2 separate regions of the Rattus norvegicus genome follow, and region 1 is linked to region 2. Evidence: chromatin contacts called from public Hi-C data. All regions are on one chromosome and are shown on one strand. The core of a region is the stretch at or near the end of the contact, and the rest is flanking DNA. Distances in the headings are between cores, read along the strand shown.

Region 1 (5,901 bases), core at 1,973-4,472, 240 kb before region 2:
AAGGGAGAATTTGCTCAAGGGAAAGAGTGCTTTTTCTTGCAAATGAGGATGTAGGTTTTAATTCCCAGCATCAACATAAAAAATTAGGCATGACTGAACCTGACTATAACCCAAGCTTTGATGGGTAGACACTGGCAGATCCCCAAAGCTTACTGGCCAAGAAGGCTAGCTCAAACTGTAACTGTCTCAAAGCAAAATGGCAGGAAACAGTAAAGAAAGAGTCCTGATATCCTGCTTTGGCCTCCATATTGTCATCTGCCTACTCATGTGCATGACAAACACATAGTCTCCCACACACCCCTGTGCATCACACACACACACACACACACACACACACACACAGTCCCCCATACACCCCTGTGCATCATACACACACACACACACACACACACAGTCACTCACATACCTGTGTCCATCATATACACACAACACAGAGTCACCCACATGCCCATGTACATATCACACACACACACACACACACACAGTCCCGCATACACCCCTGTGCATCACACACACACACACACAGTCCCCCATACACCCCTGTGCATCATACACACACACACACACACACACACACACAGAGTCACTCACATACCTGTGTCCATCATATACACACAACACAGAGTCACCCACATGCCCATGTACATATCACACACACACACACACACACACACAGAGAGAGAGAGAGAGAGAGAGAGAATCACCCATATATCCATGTGCATCATGCACACACACAGAGTCAGGCACATACCCATGTACATCACATACACACATAGTCACCCACATACTTGCATTCATGCAACATACATACACACACATACACACACGCACACACACACACACACACACACACACACACTAGGGGGACTAGTAGAAATAAAAAAGTTAAAAAGAATGATGCTAGATAATTTTCACACACAGTTCTTTCTTGTTCAGAACTGAAGTTGGCAATATCGTATAGGTGCTAAATGACAGGGAATGTTTAAGTGGTCTATGAAATTATAAAGAGACAAAGCAAGTGACAGGGATGCTGGATACAGATATTCACAACTACAGTTTCATAAGCCAGAGACAGAGCTGGCTTGTAAGTTTTAAATTATCTTCAAGTTTAAACTCTCCACATTATTTTTATTCCACATAAGAAACAGAAGAATTTAACCTAGGGTTTAATTAACCTCTTCTATAAAGGCTGAGTGAGCTGAGGACTCCTCGTGGTGTTTTGAATGAGCTTGTGTACTAGTAGAGTAGGAATTAACCCAGGAGAAACACACATTCCAAAGCTAGCCTTTTGTTTGCAAAATGCCCTGGGAATGAACCTGGGCTTACTTTGAGTTCACTGCATGTCTCTTGCTCTCCCATGATAAAATCCAGACTATGTAGGCTTGGCAGTGTCTATGGTTTGGAGGTTAGGCTAACAGATAGCACATGTAAAGAAACCTGGCCTTCAGCACATGCTCATTCAATGTGAGAGGCCTTCTGTGCTTCGGAGTTTAGTGTGCAGGTGTGTGTCTCTCTTATTACCAATTAGTATAGTCTCCTTCAGAGCACACAGACTTTTGAGGAATGAGATCTGATTTTAACTCTTCTATGATGTTTCATATTGTTTTGCTCATTTTAAAAAGACCCCTACAGCCTAGCATACTGCAAAGTATATAGAAGAGTCAATATATATTTTATGAATAAGTAGAAAATGTGGATTTTGGCCCACTCATGATTGGAATGTTTTATAACTATATACTACTTTAAAAACCAGATTTGTTTGGTTTTTGTTTTTTTAACATGCATTTAAGTGTTTGCCTGCATGTATATATGCAAACCATACATGTGTATGGTGCCCACAGAGGCCAGAAGAGGGTGTTAGATCCCCTAGAACCAGAGCTTCAGATAATTGTGAACAACCATATGGGTACTGGCAACTTAGCCTAGGACCTCTGCGAGAACGGCAAGTGCTGTTAATGGCTGAGCCAGTTCTCCGACTCCTAGACTAGAGTACTTCCAATAAAAGTTGTTGGCAGAGGGACTCTGCAAAATATTTTCCTACTGCCAACTTTAAAACATTCCTTACCTTTTTACAAGAAGGTGAATCTTTTGGGGTTTCTTTTTAACAGAGGACAAGAACCTAGTGGACTTTTCCAGACTGGAGATTCTAGGGAGTTACTGATACTTTCATAACATACAGCATCAAAAAATGATTGAGTGTGTGCCCAGAAACCTTTTAAGGCATGGCTTCCAGCAACCAATTTTATTTGGGTTCAGAAACTTAAGCGAACAGGCAATACAAAACCTTTGTCATTCTTTAAATTAAAAAGCAGTTATCTGCAAGTAGTATCAGCCAATCAAAACTATTGTCTGTCCAAGGAGCCAGTCGGTGGGTAAGTATGATGATGAAGTTTCACAGAAGGGACACAGGTATGTGGCTGGATGACCCCTTAGCTAAATGTCACTGAGCAAAGGCCAATGAATGAGGCTGGTAAGCAACCACCATTTGTGTTCCAGCCCAAGACCTCCTACATCCCTAAATTCAAGTATGATTTGCAAAAGGTGGTAAGGTTTCCATTCCATAAACGATTTAACAGTTCAGGAAATAAACCCAGTGGAACTTTTCAGATAACAGACATGAGCACTGTGCTTGAGATTTTTGGTTTGTTTTCTTTTTGCACCATGGGAACCCTAGGCAATATTCCTCAAGTTCTTAAGATGGATGTCTTTGTCACTTGTCCAGTTTCTCCCCTTCCTCCCTTGGGATGGCCACAGTTGCTGCTGCTGCTTCAGTAGGGTCAAGGGTGAGGTGAACCCAGAGGGGAACCGGAAGAGGTTTACTTACTGTTCGCTGGGAAGTGAGGAGTTCCTTGACATCGCTTTTGGTGACAAGTCATAGTCGCTGTCGGATCTGTAGAGAAAAGACTCTCTGCGTTGGCTGTGCCCAGGGAAGGCGGCATGAAGTACCAGTCCTGAAGAAGAGCTGGCTTGAGGGTCCAGTGGGCTCCGACCTGGAGAAGGGCCATTTTCCACATCAAAGCTTCAAAGGAAAGCGGGAAAGTCTGGTCAGTTAAGAACTGCAGAGGACAGTTCACAGATACGGAGAACTTACAGGTGGCAGGCACTGCGTGCCAGGCTCACCCCGCAAAGCTTTGCGGAGAGTTTTAGTCTGTAGCACAGGTCTTGGTTGCAAGGCTTCCTGTTTTGTCCATAGAAAGGCAAGTTCCACAAACTCCACTCATTACCCAGGTTTACTAACCTGGTCGTAAAATAGTAACCCAGAATTTGGACCCAAGGGCAAAGCTTATGACTTCTCCAGAGCCTGACCAAATGTCACAGAAGCAGAAGATAAATAAATAAAGTTGTTGATAACGAGCAACTCCAGAGGGCGGAATCCAGCACAGCTCTAGGTGTCAGACAAAAATATCATGGGAAGGCGTCTTCCTAGCTGGGAGACTTCTTCCTTACATAAATAACAGCCTCATTAAAGAATCCAATTTGCATATTTCTGAATGTTTTGGGAACAAAGTGTTACCCTGAAAACACTGGCTGTCTGATTAGAGAGGCCCAGCCTGATATTTAATATTCATATGTAAATTTAGCCACATAAATGACTTAATTAATCTGATAACACCAAATTACTGTCCCAGGCTGCTGAGCTGGGGCTCTGGAGAAGAATACCATCATAGGCTGTCACAGCACAGGGCCAGGGAGAGTCTGATCACTGTCCCTTCCCTGGGGAAGGTACCTTCAGGCCCTGTGCTATTTTAGAAGCTTGGCATCTTGAACATCAGCAGGAGCCATTTGGGTTTTGCCCCTTGTTTCTGCCCCAGCCTGTTATCACCTTAGAGCGGCATGTCCTTCCCAAGTTTGCTTTAACCATAAGCATTTGTTTCTTTCTGCATGCACAGCTCCACGTAGCTTTGAATGGACAGAGACCACCTTCCCCAGTTTCTCTCACTCACTGCTCCGCTGTTGACCTTTTGCTGAGAGACTGTGGAAGAGGTGGGGAATGTGGGTGGTCTTTTATCCAGTTCAGCTTCCTTTATGCTTACCTAGCTGCCACAGTCCTCTCAGAAATCCTAATCTGGTGTGTGTGTGTGTGTGTGTGTGTGTGTGTGTGTGTGTGTGTGTGTGTTTTACTTTTGCTTAAATTTCTTAAATTTACAAGGTGCTTTCTGGTATATTATTTCATTAAGCCCCACACACTCTGCAAGCTATATAATCTGATTCCATTATATCGAAGGTAAATAAGACAAAGAAAAACAAACATCAGTATCGTGTTTAAGGAAACATGCTAGATCACTGGTTTCCCTGTACTCACTGAGATGGAGGTGATACATCCTAAGACCCTCAGCAGATGTCTGAGGAAACATAGCAGCCGTTCCATGCATACTGTGTTTTTCTGTATAGACACACTGGGGATACAATTTGTAAATCAGCCACAGCAAGAGATTCACTTCAACTATGACCAAGACAATTCTAAACTATACTGTAGAAATGGAGACATAGCCCTGTGGATATAAATAGTGCGAAAACACAGAGATCAGACTCTGCAGCCGAAGCGCCTCTGTGAAGAAGTAGGTGCAGGGTCACAGCTGTAATTCCAGCACTGGCAGTACGGGAGTGAGTCCTGAAAGCTCACTGGCCAGCTAGTCTACGCACGTCAGTGAAGCCCAGGTTTGCTGACAGACCCTGTGCCAAGACCTCCGTCCTACACAAGCATGTGTACACATGTGTTTACAGGAATACACACAAACACAAACACACACACACACACACACACACACACACGAATTTGTGGTAAATGCTATTTAAAACTCATGAACTATTTATTTCTAGACTTTTCCATTTCATAGTCTTGAGCCATCTTTGATGATGGGCAACTGAAAACATACAACGACCACTGATGAGGGAGAGCTAATCCGGTTGCAAGCTGGAACACCGGAAGGCCTGTTTTCCCACTCCATGTCTTTACAGCTATTCTCAACCTCAGTTCAAAACGGCGTGCTGGATAACGGAAGGCCACTTCTTTTCTAACAACACTTGTAATTGGTATGTGAGAGTCAGTCTATGAGCACCCTTGAATGATTCTCCAGGGACCCAACGTGCCATCTTGAGTAAGCCAGAAGGAGGCAGCAGACTGCCTTAACTCTAGCTTCCCGTGGAACCAGAAGGAGGAGAATTTTGATCAAAGCTGCTTTCAGACTCCATACGAAGTCTGACAGGAAGCAGTACACGGGGATTCCTGGGCGAAGGGCCAAGCAGGTGCTGCAGCCACCTACTACGTACCAGGGCTTCCGAGACTCCACAGATGAACCTTCTCAGAAGTGGTCTGGGATGGGCTCCTTCCCAAAGCTGCAGGCAAGTATGAAATCCTTTGAACTCACTTTCTTGCCAGCCTGCCTGGCTTGTACTGCACAACAAGTGGAAAGACAGTGAAGCACATTCAAACTTGCCTTGGGTGAGATCTCTACTAGCTGTTGAGACACCGAACGGTTACTTAGTAAAGAGGATTCTTTGTGACCCTCAAATCCTGTAGAACCTGTAAGTCCTGATTTTGTCTGTGAACTTTTCATCATATATATATATATATGATATATAGATATGGATATATAGGATATATAGATGTAGATATATGATATATAGATATAGATATACATATATGATATATATATATATAGATATGGACATATAATATTTATCTGTATATGTATGGGTATTTGCCTGTTCATATGTCTTGCATTACATATGTGTCCCTTTCCCTGAAGGCCAGAAGAAAGCGGAGTTACAGAGGGTTGAAAGCTACCATGTGGGTGCTGGGAATCAAACCTGGGACCTCTGAAAGGGTAGCTGGCACTCTTAACCACTGTCTCATCTCTCCAGCCTTCAGAACTCTTCTTAATGGCAAAGAAGGCAGGT
Region 2 (5,688 bases), core at 2,699-5,198:
TAAGAAGAATGTGGAAAAATATATAATGTCATTGTTTATGAGAATGCAAATCAAAACTACAGCAATATTTCTTCACATATTTATTAAAATGACTACAGAAAAAAGAGAGAGCGAGAACAGCACATATTGGCAAGGATGTGGAGGAATCAGAGCCTGGTGCAATTGTCCATTGTCCATTGTCCAGTGGTGCAGCTGTTATGGACAACAATATGTCAACCCCTCACAAAATTAAAAGCTGGATTGTGATAGGATCCAGCAATTCTATTTCCAGGTGCATGCTGCAAAGAATTGAAAGAAAGGTCCCAGATATTTGAGCATTCCTCTTTATAATAGTATTTGTCACAAAAAACAAAAAGATGACAGTAATCCCAATGTTCATAGCAAATAAGATAATAATAATAATAATAATAATAATAATAATAATAATAATAATAAACCATCACCACCAAAATGTTCTTGTTACCAGAAGCCAGGGAAGAGCACAAAGCGTAAGTTGTTTAAATGCTACCAAATTTTGCTTCTGAAAGATGAAAAAACTGGACTCAAGGTTCTCTGAACAAGATGAATGTATATATTACTGAAAAAAAGATTATACACTTAGAGACAGTTAAGGGAGTAAATTCATATTATTTATATTTTACCACAATCATGCCTTTCAAATACCTGTATCATTAAAGAGCAATAAGTTAAATAAAGACAGTTCTTTCAAGCTTGAGAGTGAAGATTCCATGCCACCATCTTGAGAGTATCTGGGCCTTTCCCTTAGGTTCTGGGACATTCTAGATCTCTGAAAGGATAGCACTCTTCTCTCCACTGTCTAGTGTTTCAGTTCATAAACTTCGCTTCTGCCTATTTCAAATAATTATTGCACTCATCCCTGATTGAACTGTAAAACAAGCAAACACTCAAGGAGAAGCAGCTATGAATGAAGCATAAGGCCTAGGGGAGGAAGAGCATCATGTTCTAGAATGTGTAGTTCCAAACAACTGGATAGTTCAAAATTGTTTTAGAATTAAGCCATTCTGAAGCTAAGCCCAGACACTTGGTTTAAATTCTGGGCTGCCTGTTTGCTAGCTGTATTCCTTTCACTTTCTTGTCTCAATTTCCCCATCCTTCAATGGGACTACTGATAGCATCTAAAGTCATTGATTTGAATTTATGAAGCTGGTGGCACACAACCAGCCATAAATAAGAAGCTCAATGATGCTTGCTAAACGCATCCGTAGGCTGTACTCTAATGACATAGCAAAGGACTTCCTAGGAACGAGGGACTCTGGGTTGCACTGCTCCCCAGGGTACTACCAATGTAGCAAAGAGGATCCCACTTGTTTGGCTACTTCATGAAAATGCTCAAATCCCTGAAAATACTCCTCCATGTGTGATGACTGAGAACAGATTGTGAAATGACGAGAAACTATGACGACTGCTCAGTTCCCTTGGACTGGGCTCAATGCAGTTGCTTTTCCTGCAGCTTTAAACTGCACAGAGGCAAGTGGGAAGTGTGCCTGTTGTCATGGTGTGCGTGCTATGATTGGTTTGGAAGACAAATGAGGTGTTTCAATCAAATCTTATTTCTAAGTTTAGAGAAAGGGGTAGAAAGAAAGAAAGAAGGGAGGCAGGGAGGGAAGGGAGAGAGAGAAAGAGAGAGAAGAGAGAGAGAGAGAGAGAGAGAGAGAGAGAGAGAGAGAGAGGCAGAATCAAGCACAAATCCAAAGTTGAAGAATATTTGTTCTGTCAAACTGGAGTCATGTGTAGAATCACAATGACGGTCCAGGCATGAACCTGAGCTGCATTACAAATGTGAAATGTTTTTACGAGGACCAGATGGAAACAGTAAATGTCCAGAGAATTCGAGAACATGTTAAAAATGAAAATCCCCATCCGCACACAATAGCCATGCCTGATGTGTGCTACTGCAAAACTGGGAAATATTTAGCACATAAACTCTCCAGGAGATCGCTTATCATTGAAAACTAAGCAGGCCTTAAGAGTTCCCAACTGGTGACAATTTGGCTACAATTCTCTGGCACTGAAGCTTAGACAACAGCAACTTAACCTGAGCAAAAATTGATAAGACATAATACTTGATATTTATCATTGTTTTGATACAAGAAACTAAACAATGGTAAACTCTAAATCTCAAACTTGACCAAGACCATAGAGGTTTTAATTAGTATAAGCTGGAAAAAAATCACATATTAATTAATTACCTTCATATTTGAAATGTTTTTAAATTGGGTTGTTTTTTTATTTGCTAATTTCTTTTGTGCATCTGTTCACACTTCAGAAATATCCTAATTGTTTGACAAACAGTATGTGTGTGGGTTCCCTACAGCCTATAATTTCTGATGTTATATTATTAGATTCCTCTCTGACTGCCAATATCCGAATGGCAAAATCAGGAACAAAATAAGTCTATCCCAGATGCAATGAAAAGGCAGCTCTCTCAGTACTGAGACACATAAGAGCCCCAGTTCAGCATCTGCTTGCCAGTTGTCATGAGATATGGAAAATAAATGGCCTCTGTCCTCAAAGAGGTTAGCTTAATAAAACGATGCTTGATATTTATTACCACACAATGCCCTTCAAATGACATTTCTACCATGGTAAAAAAGAAAAATCTCCATGCTGCTGCTGTTGTTTCAATGACCTGGCTGCAGCAGACAGACAAAAAGATATTGATGATTTTGCTTTATGTATTTCAATGGACAAGTCTCTGACCATTTACTCAGTAGGGATTGTTTTCATTACCGTGTTGATGACAGAAGAAGCCCTGATCCAGTGTGAGTCAAAGAGACATAGTTATGGTTAAAGAATAAATTTTCACCAACAACTGCCCTGCAGGGTAAAAGACTGACCCAGCTTTCTATTCATAGAAATAAGCTAAAGGGTCTGTGGTTCTTTCAGGATGTGATACTACTGAATGAATGGGAGGGACGGGACTTCTCTGTAAGGTATGGCGAGGACGATTACAACAGGATGTCAGAGATTTATATAGAGAATATGCATAAAAATATATCTGATAAATATGAGAATGAGAATTTAGGAAGTTGTCAATATATTAATTTTTTAAAGGAAAAAAAATAAATATTTGTTTTGTTCTGCATGTCAGTTATCTGATCTAACTCTCACATGCACACATTAAATTTTATTGCATAGTGAAGAGAGTGGAGGAAGACACTTAGCATTTGACTAATAGTGCTCTTCCTATAAGATCACTTTCCATGGCTTCCTGTCACGTGTTTGTATGTGTGTGTCTGTGGGGTGTGTGTGTGTGTGTGTGTGTGTGTGTGTGTGTGTGTGTGTGTGTGTGAGAGAGAGAGAGAGAGAGAGAGAGAGAGAGAGAGAGTTATAGCATACATATGTTACTTTTAAACATAAAATTACCACTTTGGAGTGGTACATTTACCATTTTATCTGTCATACTGTATCTTAAAGTCTCATTTTTCCTGTTTGATTTAACTTGGGAACTCGGCTCTTCAAAACAGAAGGTACCCAAACAGTCAGAGAACACAGAGTCCTATGCCAGATTTCAGGATTCCTAGCCTTAGCAATTAGAAAAATGGAATTGCATCTCACTGTAATGGGAACCCTGGGACCAGCGAAGGGCAAAACCTATGATAGGAATTTAGAAGTACTGAATGTTACCTGTGCAGAATCTGGTAGATTTAAGGAAGGATATGGCTATAGCTAGAGACATGGGGATCGCCATCATATGGATGCTGATTAAAATCATGTGTCTAAGGCATGGTCTATGCAGTGAGTGCAGAGAACAACAAACCAAAACTTGACCTACATCCTTCAGGACATCCCAACCTATACAGCGTTGAGGCCATGGCAAATCAGATGAGAAAACAGGAAGAACAGCCAGTCTGTTTAGGATTGACACTAACTCCCTGGCAAACAAGCTAGGGCAGTGCTCAGCAAAGTGGGTGATCCCTGTGTCTCAGCTGTGGGTGGAACTCAGTGTAGCAGGAAAGCTAGCCAAGACGCCCGGTGCACACACACCGAAACCTCCAAGCTTGCAGTAGCAACAGGAGGAAAAAACTGTTTAGAAATCTCTAACAGGATTAACTTCAGGAGAGGGAACTAGGAGAGCAGTGTGGGAAATTATGAGGTATCAGAAATAAGATAACAGATGGAGGATCTCACAGAATCACAGAGTGCCATACAAAACACAGGGCTAGCAGATCTGTGGACTGAGACAAATCAATAGCTGGATTGGACACTGGTGATGTGAGGACATCAGGGACAAAGGTTAACCTTCTTAGATGACTTTTTTTTTTGAGAAATTAATCACTCTGGAGTCTGGAGTACTGCTAGCAAGAGACGGGCTCTGTAAGCAGATAGTACATGCTTGTCATCACAGGGGAACAAAACAATAGTGTGTGGTCAGAGGATGAAGACTGTAGTGGAGGGTGAGAGGTCTGCAGATACGGGAGGTAAAACAGGTGGGTGGTTGACTTAAATGAAAGGGTGAAAGAAAGACTGAAGAGATGGCTCCATGCCTGAGGCAGCTAGACGCCTTCCATTTCCCTCTACAGAGAGGTAATGTATGGAAAGTGTCCTTTGTAATCTTCTAACACATTTCCCTTCATACTTTCCAATCTGTCAGATTCTATAAGTAGAGATTAATGTTTCCCCTGTAATGTTTATTTCCCCAATAGACCCATACACTGAGCATCCTGAGTCAATTATGCTTAACTAGATGCCAGGCCCTCACTGTAAGGAGACTCTCAATGAGGAGATGTGTGATTATACCGGATGTCTCCCCACAAAAGTTGGGAACTTAGTTACAAAGGAGGTGAACTGGATTGTGGTCATTGCCAGAAATGTCAAACTAAATTACAATACATAGGCCATCTCTTAGTTGCTTGGTATCCTGGTTGCCTAGTATCAAAAAGCCTCATATCCCTAGTTATAAGTGGAGAAGTAGAGAATTAGCTAAATGATAGAAGCATGTAATATAATCCTCCTTCTCTTTCCCCCTTTCGAATGTGGAACAGTTTACATACTGTTATTCTTGTTCTCTGCCTTGGGAAAGATTTCCTCTCCACTCACAGTCGCAGACTACCTGCTTCCTGCTAGTGCTCCAGATTCCACAGTGATTAATTGCCTAGGAAGATGTTTACCCTAACAGGAGCAGAATTGAATCAAAAAGAAAGAAGTGAAAATGAAAAACACCATTTAAAAATGTCAAGCATGCACAAATTCAGCAGTGCCATCAGAATTTTGAAACAGGTCTTGGGAGATGTTTCGGTGGTTAAGAGCACTAGTTATTCTTGCAAAGAACCTGGGTCCAATTCCCAGCACCCACATGGCTACTGACAATGGCCCATACCTGCAGTTCTAAGGGATATGATGGCCTCTTCTGACTTCATGGGCATCAGGCACACATACAGTATACAGATATAAAGACAAGAAAAGCAGTCACATATACAAAACAAAAGGACAGAGAGGGTGCAGGAAGACCCCCAAAGCACAAAGTACTTGGCAAAAGCCAAGTTTTCGACCATTGCATAAATGAGGGTCGAAGAGGTGATTCAGTAGTTGAAATTACTCATTGCAGAGGATCGAGTCCTGTTAGCCTCAGCCATAATGGACTTCACACAATCACTTGTAACAGTAGTTATAGGAGATTCAATGTCTTATTTTGGTCTCTGTAGGCATCTGCACATAAATAGTGCA

What was found. Hi-C and Micro-C count contacts between places; a contact is called where the count stands out from the background.
Region 1: a contact with region 2 is called in a Hi-C map of liver, with 5 times the contacts expected there. The contact joins two enhancer-like sites. A contact is called at or near these places in 1 of 12 Hi-C or Micro-C datasets (liver) and 1 of 1 datasets of contacts at active chromatin or transcription factors (oligodendrocytes).

Annotation. Positions count from the first base shown.
Region 1 is chr5:122,476,387-122,482,287 of GRCr8, reverse strand. It overlaps Pde4b (phosphodiesterase 4B), which reads right to left. Exons shown (of 17, transcript NM_001398935.1): 4 at 2,825-3,019. Among named protein-coding and RNA genes, the nearest start is that of Sgip1, 290 kb to the left of the region's middle. Within about 2 kb of position 3,222, at least 6 of the 93 cell types and tissues checked have an H3K27ac peak or open chromatin away from gene starts, as enhancers often do. A contact at or near this core is called in liver, where this site is marked.
Region 2 is chr5:122,237,476-122,243,163 of GRCr8, reverse strand. All of the region lies in intron 3 of Pde4b (phosphodiesterase 4B), which reads right to left. Among named protein-coding and RNA genes, the nearest start is that of Pde4b, 210 kb to the right of the region's middle. Within about 2 kb of position 3,948, at least 31 of the 93 cell types and tissues checked have an H3K27ac peak or open chromatin away from gene starts, as enhancers often do. A contact at or near this core is called in liver, where this site is marked.